Linked DNA regions of Sus scrofa: region 2 is linked to region 1. The links are chromatin contacts, called in public Hi-C maps. All regions are on one chromosome and are shown on one strand. The core of a region is the stretch at or near the end of the contact, and the rest is flanking DNA. Distances in the headings are between cores, read along the strand shown.

Region 1 (5,467 bases), core at 2,044-4,543:
CATGTATCCTAGGATTTTCAATCCATTAGTGAGAAAGCAAATTTCTGTCTTTCATGTCTTAACCAAATGACCTTATACATTGATGGCCATATCATGGAAACTGGCTCTCAAAAAACTGCACCTAGAAGATAACTCTCAGAAATATTTGTTCTTAATGAAAAGGCAGAGGCAAGGGAGAAACACTAACTTCAGGAAAGTGGTTACCTCTGGGATGGGATAAATTGGAATTGGGTGTCAGTGGGGAGCTCTAAATGTTTGCAACTGCTGAATTCTTATTTAAAAGTAGATTTGCAGCAAATGTGTCCAAAAACACTAACTTTGGATGAGTTCTGGGTGGTAGTATGGAATAGTTAGATGTATTTCTCTGTGTTTGAAAATTTTCAAAATTGCAAGATTTTTAAAGGAGCGGGGAGAAAGCCTTGAAGAAAAAATTTATGCTCACTCTAGCTCTCTACATCTGTCTAACAAGCTTGGTAATATTATCCTCAGAGAACTGCAATTTGCAACAAGAACTGCAACAGAGTAAAAACCATAGTGTTTCTTCACTTGGTCTCTCCTGTTGCCACCCTCCTACTAAACCTTACATTTGTCCCTGAGGTTAAGTCCACTAAAGGCCATCACTTACACACAATTGGCTTATTACTTCTTGTCTCCAAGTTGGATTCTTTTCGACCAAGTTGAAAGATGAATAAAACTGGTTTCCACATTTCTGTTTTGATTACTGCTGTTATCTAATGAGCTTCTCCAAACCTTAGTGGCATAAAACAACCCCTTTATGATGCTTGTGGAACTCAGTTCCACAATATCTGGGGCCTCGGTTTGGGAGACTCAAGTGAGGGGTCACCCAACAGTTGGGAGTGACTGGCCGGTTGGTGGCAAAAGTCACCGGGAGCTATCTTTGCTCTTGTGTTTGGTGGTTGATGATGGCTGTCGGCTGAGACTTCAGGTGGGGCTGTCAGCTGAGCCATCTCCTGGTTATAAACACGTCACTAAGGTTGGCCCAGTTTTCATGGAAGGGGACAGAAAGACACTGCTCTCAACAGGGGAGGTGTCAAAGGATTTGCAGGCATATGGTGAAACATCACAATATCCTCTTGACTCTGCTATGACAATAAAGTAGAACTGATAAACTTGGACCCTACTTCCTCTTCGTCCACTCAAGTGATCCACGTGGAGGGATATTTGAGTGTATCCACTAAGTTATTTAGGAACATGTTCGGTCAAGTTCAGGCAGCTGAGGTCTAACCTAACATGGTAATGTATTTTATCAGTTCTCATCCTTTGGAACATGGACTGGTTATTTCCAATGACAGTAAACATAAAGGTCATAAATAACACATATAATAAGATTTTCACCACGATGAAATATTTGCAGTGGGGAGCTTTATTAATCATCTATTGCTATATAACAAATTACTCTAAAAACTTGGTAGCTTAAAACAACAAATATTTATTATCTCACAGCTTCTGTGGGTCAGGAATTTGTGACTAGCTTAGCTCGGTGGCTCTGACTCAGGGTCTCTCATGGTGTTGCCATCAAGATGTTGGCCAAGGCCGTGTTGTGTGAAGACCTAACTGGGGCTGAAGAATCTGCTTCCACTGGAGCTCACTCACATGGCTGTTGGCAAGAGGCCATGATTCCTTATCGGTGGTTGGCAGGTGACCTCAGTTCCTCACCATGTGGGCCTCTCCAGAGGGCTGCTTAAGTGTTCTCATGACATGACAGCTGGCGTCTTCCACAGCGAGTGACCCAAGAGAGAGAGCAAGGAGGAGACCACAGTAACTTTTATGTTCAAGCCTCTCTAAGTGTCACAAGATCACACCTGCTATATTCTTTTTATTAGAAGTGAGTTACTGGAATTCCCATCATGGCTCAGTGGTAATAAACCTGACTAGTATCCATGAGGATATGGATTCAATCCCTGGCCTTGCTCAGTGGGTTAAGGATCCAGCATTGCCATGAGCTGAGGTGCAGGTGGCAGATGTGGCTTGGATCCTGTATTGCTGTGGCTGTGGTGTAGGCTGGGGGGGCAGCTGCAGCCCTGATTCAGACCTTCCATATGCTATGGGTGCGACCCCCCAAAATAAAAAATTTATAAATAAATAAAAATAAATTTTGAAAATAAGAAATGAGTTACAAAGTCCAGTCACTAAGTCATACTCAAGAAGAAGGGAACCAAGCCCCACCTCTTGCAGGGAAGCATATCTAAGAATGTGTGATGATATGTGAAGACAGGGTGTTTGAAAAAGAGATTTCTCTATCTGAAGGGATCTGCCTCAGGACAGCTGTCCTTATTTATGCAACCAATGCAGAGAAATAAGTAGTTTCCATGTGAAAAATTAACAGTCAAGTTCCCCTTTGCCATTCAGATGGGAGGTACATCTGGATTGCTCTCATCTGCTCTGCTCCTGTCTTTATAGGATGGGAATTATGATTCTTGTCAATAAAATCTTGGAGACGCTCTAAAACATTGTGTAGTTTACCCTTACTCTTAATTGTGGTAATATTGTGGAGGTGTGGGCATTCCCATGCCTATTTCAACCACCCTACTGACACTAGGATCGACTTGGCCATGCAAGTTACCTGGACAGAGGCAAGTCCTTTCTTATACTCCATTCGATGATGCATCTTTCAAAAGTCCAAGCTTAAATGGTCAGGATGATAGATGAGGCTCTGCTTCGGGCCAAGGTGGATCATAAGATGCAGAAAAATGACCACCTTCAAAAAGCAAAACAACCGTTTTGCTTGAAGCAGTGAAGTAAAGGGCATCCGAGTGACTCTTTCTCATCCTTAGTGAGAGAAACTGGAGAAGCGCCAATGATTCATTTGTCTGAGAACAGGAAACTTAAGTGGCCCCGATTCGGATACCGGAAAAGGAAGATCTTCCCCGAGTCCTAAGGTGGGAGATGCCCATCCTAAGGATGACGTAGCCAGGTCCCTGGCAGGGAGATGGAGGTCACTCCCTTCAAGGAAAAAGGGTCAAATTGTGTCTGGTTCTGGAACGAATTCAACTTGACTACTTAGCAGTAAAGATAAATTGAACCCACAGAGAAAACTGAAAATAGTATTTTCCTGGCAAGTCCTTCAATGGACTTAGTGTGTTTAGATTTATGAGGGGGTGCATGACCTTCTCTGCCTTGGTGTTTCACGTTTTCGTTTTTCCAGGACTGATTTTCCATCTGGCCTAACCAGAGCCCGAAGTTGCTGAATCAAACAGAGCCAACAGGCCTGACCTGAGCTGGCTAGAACCTGCACGGAGCAGGGGGGAGACTAATAGACTCCTTTCTGAAAGGCCTGTCGAGCAGAAGCCTGCTCTTGCCTGCCTGCCTCTGATCACAGCCCTGAAACAGCACCCATCCAGCTGTCCACCTGCCCTGCTGGTGGGGCAATAGCAGGCCTGGGGGGGTTTCTGTTGGAGAAGCTCGATGTGTGAAGGGGAAGGATGGCATTGTCACATGCAGGACACTATCATGCAGGCCTGGTTCCTGTCCCAGCCTCCTAGGGGGTGGTCTGCTCATCTCCAGCAGCCCCAGAGAAAACTTGGAGGCACTGTGTAAGTTTCCAAAAGGTTTCAGGAGCAGCAGAGTGCTGATGGGCCCTGGAAGCATCTGGCAGAAGTAACAAAGGCACAGTGGAACTGAAAGCAGTCAGGTCAGATGAGGTCATGGCCACTCCTGGATGCTGGCAACCAGAGGTGGGACCTCTCAAGAGAGGTAGCCTTTGCCATTATGCCATGTAGCTTCTCCAGGCCAGGGGAGAAGGAGGGCAGGAGAGAAAATCCAGAATTAACTTAACTTTGGGATGAAAAGACTGAGAAATGAGAAAGCACAGAGGTTTTGAAGAAATGATTACAATTGCATGCTCTGGCATTTAGCACATGAAGTTTCATTACAGAAAATAATGTTATATTTCTTGCCTACCCACGTTTGTGCCCTGAGCATATCTGAACCTGTCATTCTCTGTCTCTCTGATACCTTCCCCTGATTTTCACACCATATGGAGGGAAGGGGGCATGTTGGAGTCAGTGGGTCTCTCAGCATCTCAAGATGCAGCTCAGTCATGCGGCATGAAGTGTTAGCCCCAGGAAGTCTTCTACACCAGAGGTCAGAAAATGTTTGCTTTAAAGGGCCATTTAAGAAACACTTTAGGTGTTTCAGACTATACAGTCTCCTTTGCAACTCTCCATCTCTGCCATGGCAGCACAAAGGCAGCCAGAGATGACGAGTGAATGGATACCGCCGTGTCTCCATGAAACAATTACGGACACTGAAATCTGAATGTCATATAGTTTTCAGATGTCACAAAATATTATTCTACCTTTTTTTTTTTTTTCAAGCTTTGAAAAATGTAAAAACTACTCTTAGGTTTCAGGCCATACCAACACAAGTAGTGGACTGGATTTGGCCCACAGGCAGTAATTTGTCAATCCTTATTTTAGGCTGACCACTGCTCTCCACACCTTAGAAGGGATTAATTTATTCACGGGCAGGCTCTAGGCTTAAAAGATCAACTCCTTTAAAAATGCCCAAGGGATAAAGTCTCCCTGGGAATCACAGAATCTTTTCACATGGTATTTCCCTGAGAATCACCCTTTTTTTGTGGGTTAAGACACGTGACAAGCTTTACACCTAAGAAAAGCCACAGCTCACATACAAACTACTCTTTTGTTGGCAGAAGGTATCAGCTGAGCTCTAAGCCTCAGGTAGATAGACAAGGGCTGTGTCTGTTTTCCCCTGTTGCTATATTGCTGGGGTCTAATATGGTACCTGACACAGAGTAAGCCTTAAACAGATGGTTTGTTGATTGAATGATTGAGTGACTGAAAAGGACTTTTCAGCACTTTTCAAAACTGTTTTATTCCATCATATGTGCGTTACATAACTTTCACTTTCAAGATGCCTGTAACTGTGATTTAGAATTCAGAAAAATAATCATACATAAATAGATTTTCTTCATAAGTTGGACCAGTGTCTGTGTGAAACTGCAAAGCCATTGTTGGCTCTTTTGAAGGGGGGACCTATTTGCCCCAAAAAGCTAAAGAAAAGTAATTGCAAGTATGAGACTGTTCTTGGTAAGAAAGGTGTCGCCTGTGTTGCTCCCCTTACATTCATTTTGACCTAGGGAGGTAACCTCCACCATTATGCCCAGGATGTGAAAAAGCTACCTGGAAACTTACCAGGACCCATGACCTGGGAAGAGCCGATATTGAAAACCCCTCTGCTCTGTGCTAAATTGGCAGGTTTCTCCCCATTAAGCCACACAGCATCTAGGCAGAAGAGAGCATACTCAGAGAAAAATCACAAAGCCTTTGGCTACCTTAACTCGGCATTTAATATGAATAAACGTCTTAGCTCTCCTTTTAAAATTTTCTTTTTAAAACCCCAAGTAACTTTGCAAAGGGAATCATGAGAATGTGGGAGACTTTGGGATGCTAACTAATGTGTGGTACCACGAAGAGGCAAAAGA
Region 2 (5,467 bases), core at 1,343-3,842, 97 kb after region 1:
CTGGACTTCAACTGGAGTGTCTCACCTTAGCCAGTCCTGCCTCCTTCTCTTTCTTTTCCCCCCAGAGCTGATCCCAAGACCACTCCCTGAGAAATGTCTTGCAACGCTGATCACCTGCTCAGAGTCTGCTCCCTAGGGAGCCCAGCCTGCGAGGTAAAAGTATCTTCCTCTTTGGGCCTTAAGGAAGAAGGATCCTTAAGGAATACATAAGACACTTAAAAGTGTGCACATAGTAAGTGGATTCTGTTAGCTATTATTATGGAAGTGGTTTCTGATGAGATTATCAATGCCTACAATAGCCTTTTCTTCACTTTTAGCAAAAAACGCTTGTCACCGTGGTTTGAGCTGATTTTCCATACATGGGATTATATACAAATAAAGTTAACTGGCTTGTTTAAGGTGATGAGGGAAAAAATGTATTTCTGGCGTATTTGTTGCTACTGGAATCCCTGCATTCTTATGTCAGGGGGCATCTTTGCAAACTGCCTATAAACATTTTACTTACATACTGGGTTTTTGTTTTGTTTTTTGGTTTTGGCTTTTTAGGCTTGCACTTATGGCATATGGAAGTTCCCAGGCTAGGGGTTGAATCAGAGCTACAGCTGCCGGCCTACACCACAGCCACAGCAATGCCAGATCCAAGCCGAATCTGAGACCTACACCACAGCTCATGGTAATGCCGGATCCTTAACCCACTGAGCGAGGCCAGGGATCAAACCTTCGTCCCTCATGAATCTAAGTCGGGTTTGTTAACCACTGAGCCACGAAAGGAACTCCCCATATTGGTTTTTTTTAATGGAGAGAAGGTACCTGTGAATTATGTTTTTATTAGGCTGAGATTATATACACGCCTGACAGAGACTTCATGACAGGAATTGGCATTTGTAGGGTCCTCTGAGATGAGGGTCTCATCTTCTGAGAAGGAAGGAAGCAAAGGTCCTGTGCTTGTCCATTCTGTTCAGACAGAACAGTTCCGATAGCCAGAACGAAGCTCATTTTGTCATTGCATTTTTGATCCTTATGGACTGAAATAGAGATGGAACTTTTCCCATAAAAGTGAAGTTTCTAAAAACAAGAATAACCTGAGAGCTTCTGTACTTGAAAGCAGCAAATACAAGATCACAGAAAGCTACATTGGAAAAATAAATGTTATCTCCAAAATCAGATTATAAATTTGATTAAACCAGAATCTAATACATCAGGAGAAAGAAAGAATTGACAAATGCCAGCTAGATGAAAAGTAGAAGCTATGTTTGGTAAGAAGTTATCTTTGTTTTATTTATTATTCTTTAAAGAGCATTAGTTGTACAATTTGGTTAAAGATGTGACTTTATAGGTGAGTATATTCTTCTTCTTCCAACTGGAAAGCCAAAAAGTTTGAGATTCCATTCCCCATATTCATCTAATATTATTTCCTGAAACAAAGCCTCCATATATACTGTGAGCAGTTTTAGAAATAATTTCACCAAAAGAAGTGACCCTCCCTGTCCTGCTCAGTAGGAGTTCTGGGCTGTTTGCTTCCTGTTCACCTGCATACATGTGAAGACCTCTGGCTTACAGGAGACTCCACACCACTAGCCATAGCAGTCGGGGTACACGTCTTCCCTCCAGTGGGCACCTCGTTTCTCAGACACACGTCGATTAAATTGGGAGTGGCTGGCATAAAGCTTGAGCTTATCATTAATGTCCACCTATCTCACCTCCTTGGCATCATCGCCTGCTTCCAGAGGAAGATGGTCCATTACCTCGCCTGTTTCATCGTGGTAGTTCACAGCCTCTGTCTCTATCCACGCATTATCCATGTTCCAGGGATCATCCACATAGCCTTTATAGACCGCAAAGTGTTCCTGGCTGAATAGTTTGTGCAGTTGTTTCTCCAATGCCTGTATTTCTGCTCTGGGTTTCTGTAAGGAGTTCATGGCTTCCTCACCAAATTCTCTTTTCAATGTAGTGCTAATCTTCTCTCCTGGATCTACCATTCCCCCTGGGATAGCCCAGTCCCCACAGTCTTTCCTTTTGATGGCTACAAATTGCAGGATGTTTCTCCCAGAAACAGGGTGGGTAACTTTATTGCCCTTGCCATCCTTTTTCCACCTGGTTAAGATGGGATCTGCAGCATGATTGGGACCCCAAGGCCCCAGAAGCCCTCGCCCAACCAGCCCTGTCTGACCTACAGGATTTCTAGGTCTCCCATTTTTAACCTTATACCAGCCGTTCTGGCTCCTTCTCTCCACCTGCCCATCTTTTTCATTAAATTTAGGAGAGAAGTTCCTTTCACCCACCAGGGGGTCTGCCCACTTGGGTCTCGTCAAGATGGAGTCAGAAGTGTACGCCACAGGCTGGTACTCTGGCCACTCAACCTGCCAGCTCACTTTCTCATCGGGGACCTGGCTTCACTCCACTTTAGAGCCAGGGTACGGAGATGTCCTGGCTTTCTTGTGGGGCGTCTTCACAGCGCCATTTGAAACTGACATGATGACGTTTGGAGGGAACACACGTGAGGAAAACGGGCTCCAGCCGGGGGAGGTGCTGGGGCAGCTGCCAGGCCTGACTGTCACAGAGGCCAAGGCCACAGAAGGGGCACAGTCGCTAAAGTCTTTGCCAGGCAGTGTCGAGCCATCCACCACCCTGCAGGCTGCAGGGATTTTGGTGACTATCAGGTGGGGCGCTTCCAACCGCAACCGCAGGACTCTTGACCTTTCGGCTCCTCCGGGGAAAGCGGGGAGGGGAGGGCAACCGTCCCTCTCCCTTTGGGGGTGGAGCGGGGGTTCACCACCCTTTCTGCCCAGCGCCCCCTAAGGGCAGTTGTTGCTTTTGTATTTTACTTTGAAAGAAAGATTTGAGGGTCTGGGAGGGATTCCAAAGGTGAGGTGCTGGGTTTGGGAACATTGTTCAACCACCACCAACAGAATTGGCACACAACAAAAACAAAAGTATTTTCTTGCTTAGCAGGGTATTAGCCTTATATGTAGATTTAGTTCACCGTGTCCAGGACCTGTGTCTGGGAGAGGGCAGCATGAATGTGTTGGAGGTTGTGAGGGACAAAATTCCTTGTTTGAGATGCTCAAAAGCCTGGTGAGGGTGACCTTGAAGGAGGAAGCTCATTTGGGACACCCAGCAAGGTCCCGGTGAGAAAATCCATCAGGGGCCATATGCACAGTATGAGTGATGGTTCCAGATCTCAGGCCCATCATTTACTAGCTGGACGGCTTAGGCAAGTTGCATAAGCTTTATATTCAAAGGAATAAGGGCCACACACAGCATGTCAGGAGCTGTCAAGCACAGAAGACTGTACTGAGGTCTGGACTGTGTGGCCTCTGTGCTTAAAGCATTCTGGTTGAGGAGGCAGCACATACATTTAAAAATAGAACATGGGAGTACCCTCCCGGCTCAGTGGTTAAGGAACCCGACTAGGATCCATGAGGACATGGGTTCGATCCCTGGCCTTGCTCACTGGGTTAAGGATCTGGCATTGCTGTGAGCTATGGTGTAGGTCACAGATGTGGCTCGGACCTGGCGTTGCTGTGGCTATGGTGTAGGCTGGCAGCTATGGCTCCTATTGGACCCCTAGCCTGGGAACTTCCATGTGCTATGGGCGCAGCCCTAAAAAGACCAAAAAAAAAAAAAAAAAAAAAAAAAAAAAAGGTTAAAAATTAAAATAGAACTAACAGAAACGGAGTTCCCGTCATGGCTCAGTGGTTAATGAATCCGACTGGGAACCATGAGGTTGCAGGTTCGATCCCTGGCTTGCTCAGTGGGTTAAGGATCTGGCATTGCTGTGAGCTGTGGTGTAGGTCAAAGACGCAGCTTGGATCCCGCATTGCTGTGGTTCTGGCGTAGACCGGCAGCTACAGCTCCGATTGGACCCATAGCCTGGGAACCTCCATATGCCGTAGGAGCAGCCCTAAAAAAGGCAAAAAGACAAAAAAAAAAAAAATAGGAACAGAAACAACAGGCAATAACCCTTAAGAATTGAACACAGGTTCAAATCCCAGCTTTTCCTCCTTAACTAGAATCTTCTTGGGAAAAGTTACTTAAGTTACTTAAGCTCACTTCACTTTCCTCAGGTGTAAAATGGAAATAGAAATATCTACCTCATAGAATCGTGGCAACAATTAAGAAGGATGTTACCTGCAGAGCTGTTAGCACAATAACTGGCCCATCATACATACTCGAAAATGCTAGTTGTTATCGCTAGAGTTACCATGAACTTTTTGATCCTGCAGCTTGAAAATGGTAGATTAGAACAGGAAAATTGAAATGACTGTGGAAATTGATTATGGTCTCACACATGAGGTCAGAGTTAAATAACCTACGATTCTCTGACTGGAGAAATCCAGGCTGAAAAATAACAGTGTCCAGGTTCTGAAATGATATGAAAAGAAGTAGCACAGGCTAAGTCATTATATCTAAGAAAACAAACCCTAGGGACAGGTACCTGAACATTTGAAAGACATAGTTTTAGAACAAATGGAGCACTGTATACTCTAATTGAAACCCAAAGGATGTTCAACACTTCTCAAAGTTTGTTCCATGTTATACCACTCCCGTGAGAAAGATTTTCAAGGAATACATGATTTGGTGGTTAAATATGTTTGAGAACGTCTGCATACTTTACTGCCCTCCTTTAGGAATTTTGGATTCACATAGTATTTTAAAGATCCTGTGAATTCCAGTAAAAACAAAACAAATCAACCCTAAACAATTTAATTCTGTTTCAGCCAGTATTTTCCACACTACCTTACCAGAGAATGCGTCTTTTATGCAATGTCTGATATTCTTTTAAGAACATACTTCCTCATGTTTATTTTTTGTCTTTTTGCCTTTTCTAGGGCCACTCCGACGGCATATGGAGATTCCCAGGCTGGGGGTCTAATCGGAGCCGTAGCCACCAGCCTACACCAGAGCCACAGCGACACAGGATCCAAGCCATGTCTGCAACCTACACCAGAGGTCACAGCAATGCCAGATCCTTAATCCACTGAGCATGGCCAGGGATCGAACCTGCAGCCTCATGGTTCCTAGTCGGATTCGTTAACCACTGAGCCACAACGGGAACTCCCATACTTCCTCAAGTTTAGAGCAGTTTCAAAATACCTGTGTCTGAGGGTAGAACTCTAGCCATTTGAGGTCATCATCATCATGACTATGGAAGGCAGCTACTGAATACCCACTAGTCACCCTCATAAAGAACTTTAAGCTGAATGAAACCAGGCTTCCAGAAGCCTTGAAACTCAGAAATAGCTGGGACTGGATGGCAGAAAAGAACCGAAAGCAGAGAAATAGGAGATTTGGTCATCATTAACCATTATCATCATCATCATTTTTGAGAATTTGCTGTGTGCGCTGTACAAGGTACCACTAGAAAAGACAATGATCATTAAGAGACATGGCCCCAGCTCTATAATGGGTGGGTCGCCTTATGGCTGCTTTCCGTCTTGGAATGCCTGATCCTCTGAGCCTCCCA

The links. Hi-C and Micro-C count contacts between places; a contact is called where the count stands out from the background.
Region 2: a Hi-C map of heart right ventricle shows a contact between it and region 1, with 1.8 times the contacts expected there. The contact joins two enhancer-like sites. A contact is called at or near these places in 2 of 47 Hi-C or Micro-C datasets (fetal heart ventricle and heart right ventricle) and 1 of 2 datasets of contacts at active chromatin or transcription factors (skeletal muscle).

The regions. Positions count from the first base shown.
Region 1 is chr14:102,718,073-102,723,539 of Sscrofa11.1, forward strand. No RefSeq gene overlaps it. Among named protein-coding and RNA genes, the nearest start is that of PCGF5, 110 kb to the right of the region's middle. Within about 2 kb of position 3,294, at least 8 of the 83 cell types and tissues checked have an H3K27ac peak or open chromatin away from gene starts, as enhancers often do.
Region 2 is chr14:102,816,014-102,821,480 of Sscrofa11.1, forward strand. It overlaps the pseudogene LOC102157523. Among named protein-coding and RNA genes, the nearest start is that of PCGF5, 8.4 kb to the right of the region's middle. Within about 2 kb of position 2,593, at least 1 of the 83 cell types and tissues checked has an H3K27ac peak or open chromatin away from gene starts, as enhancers often do.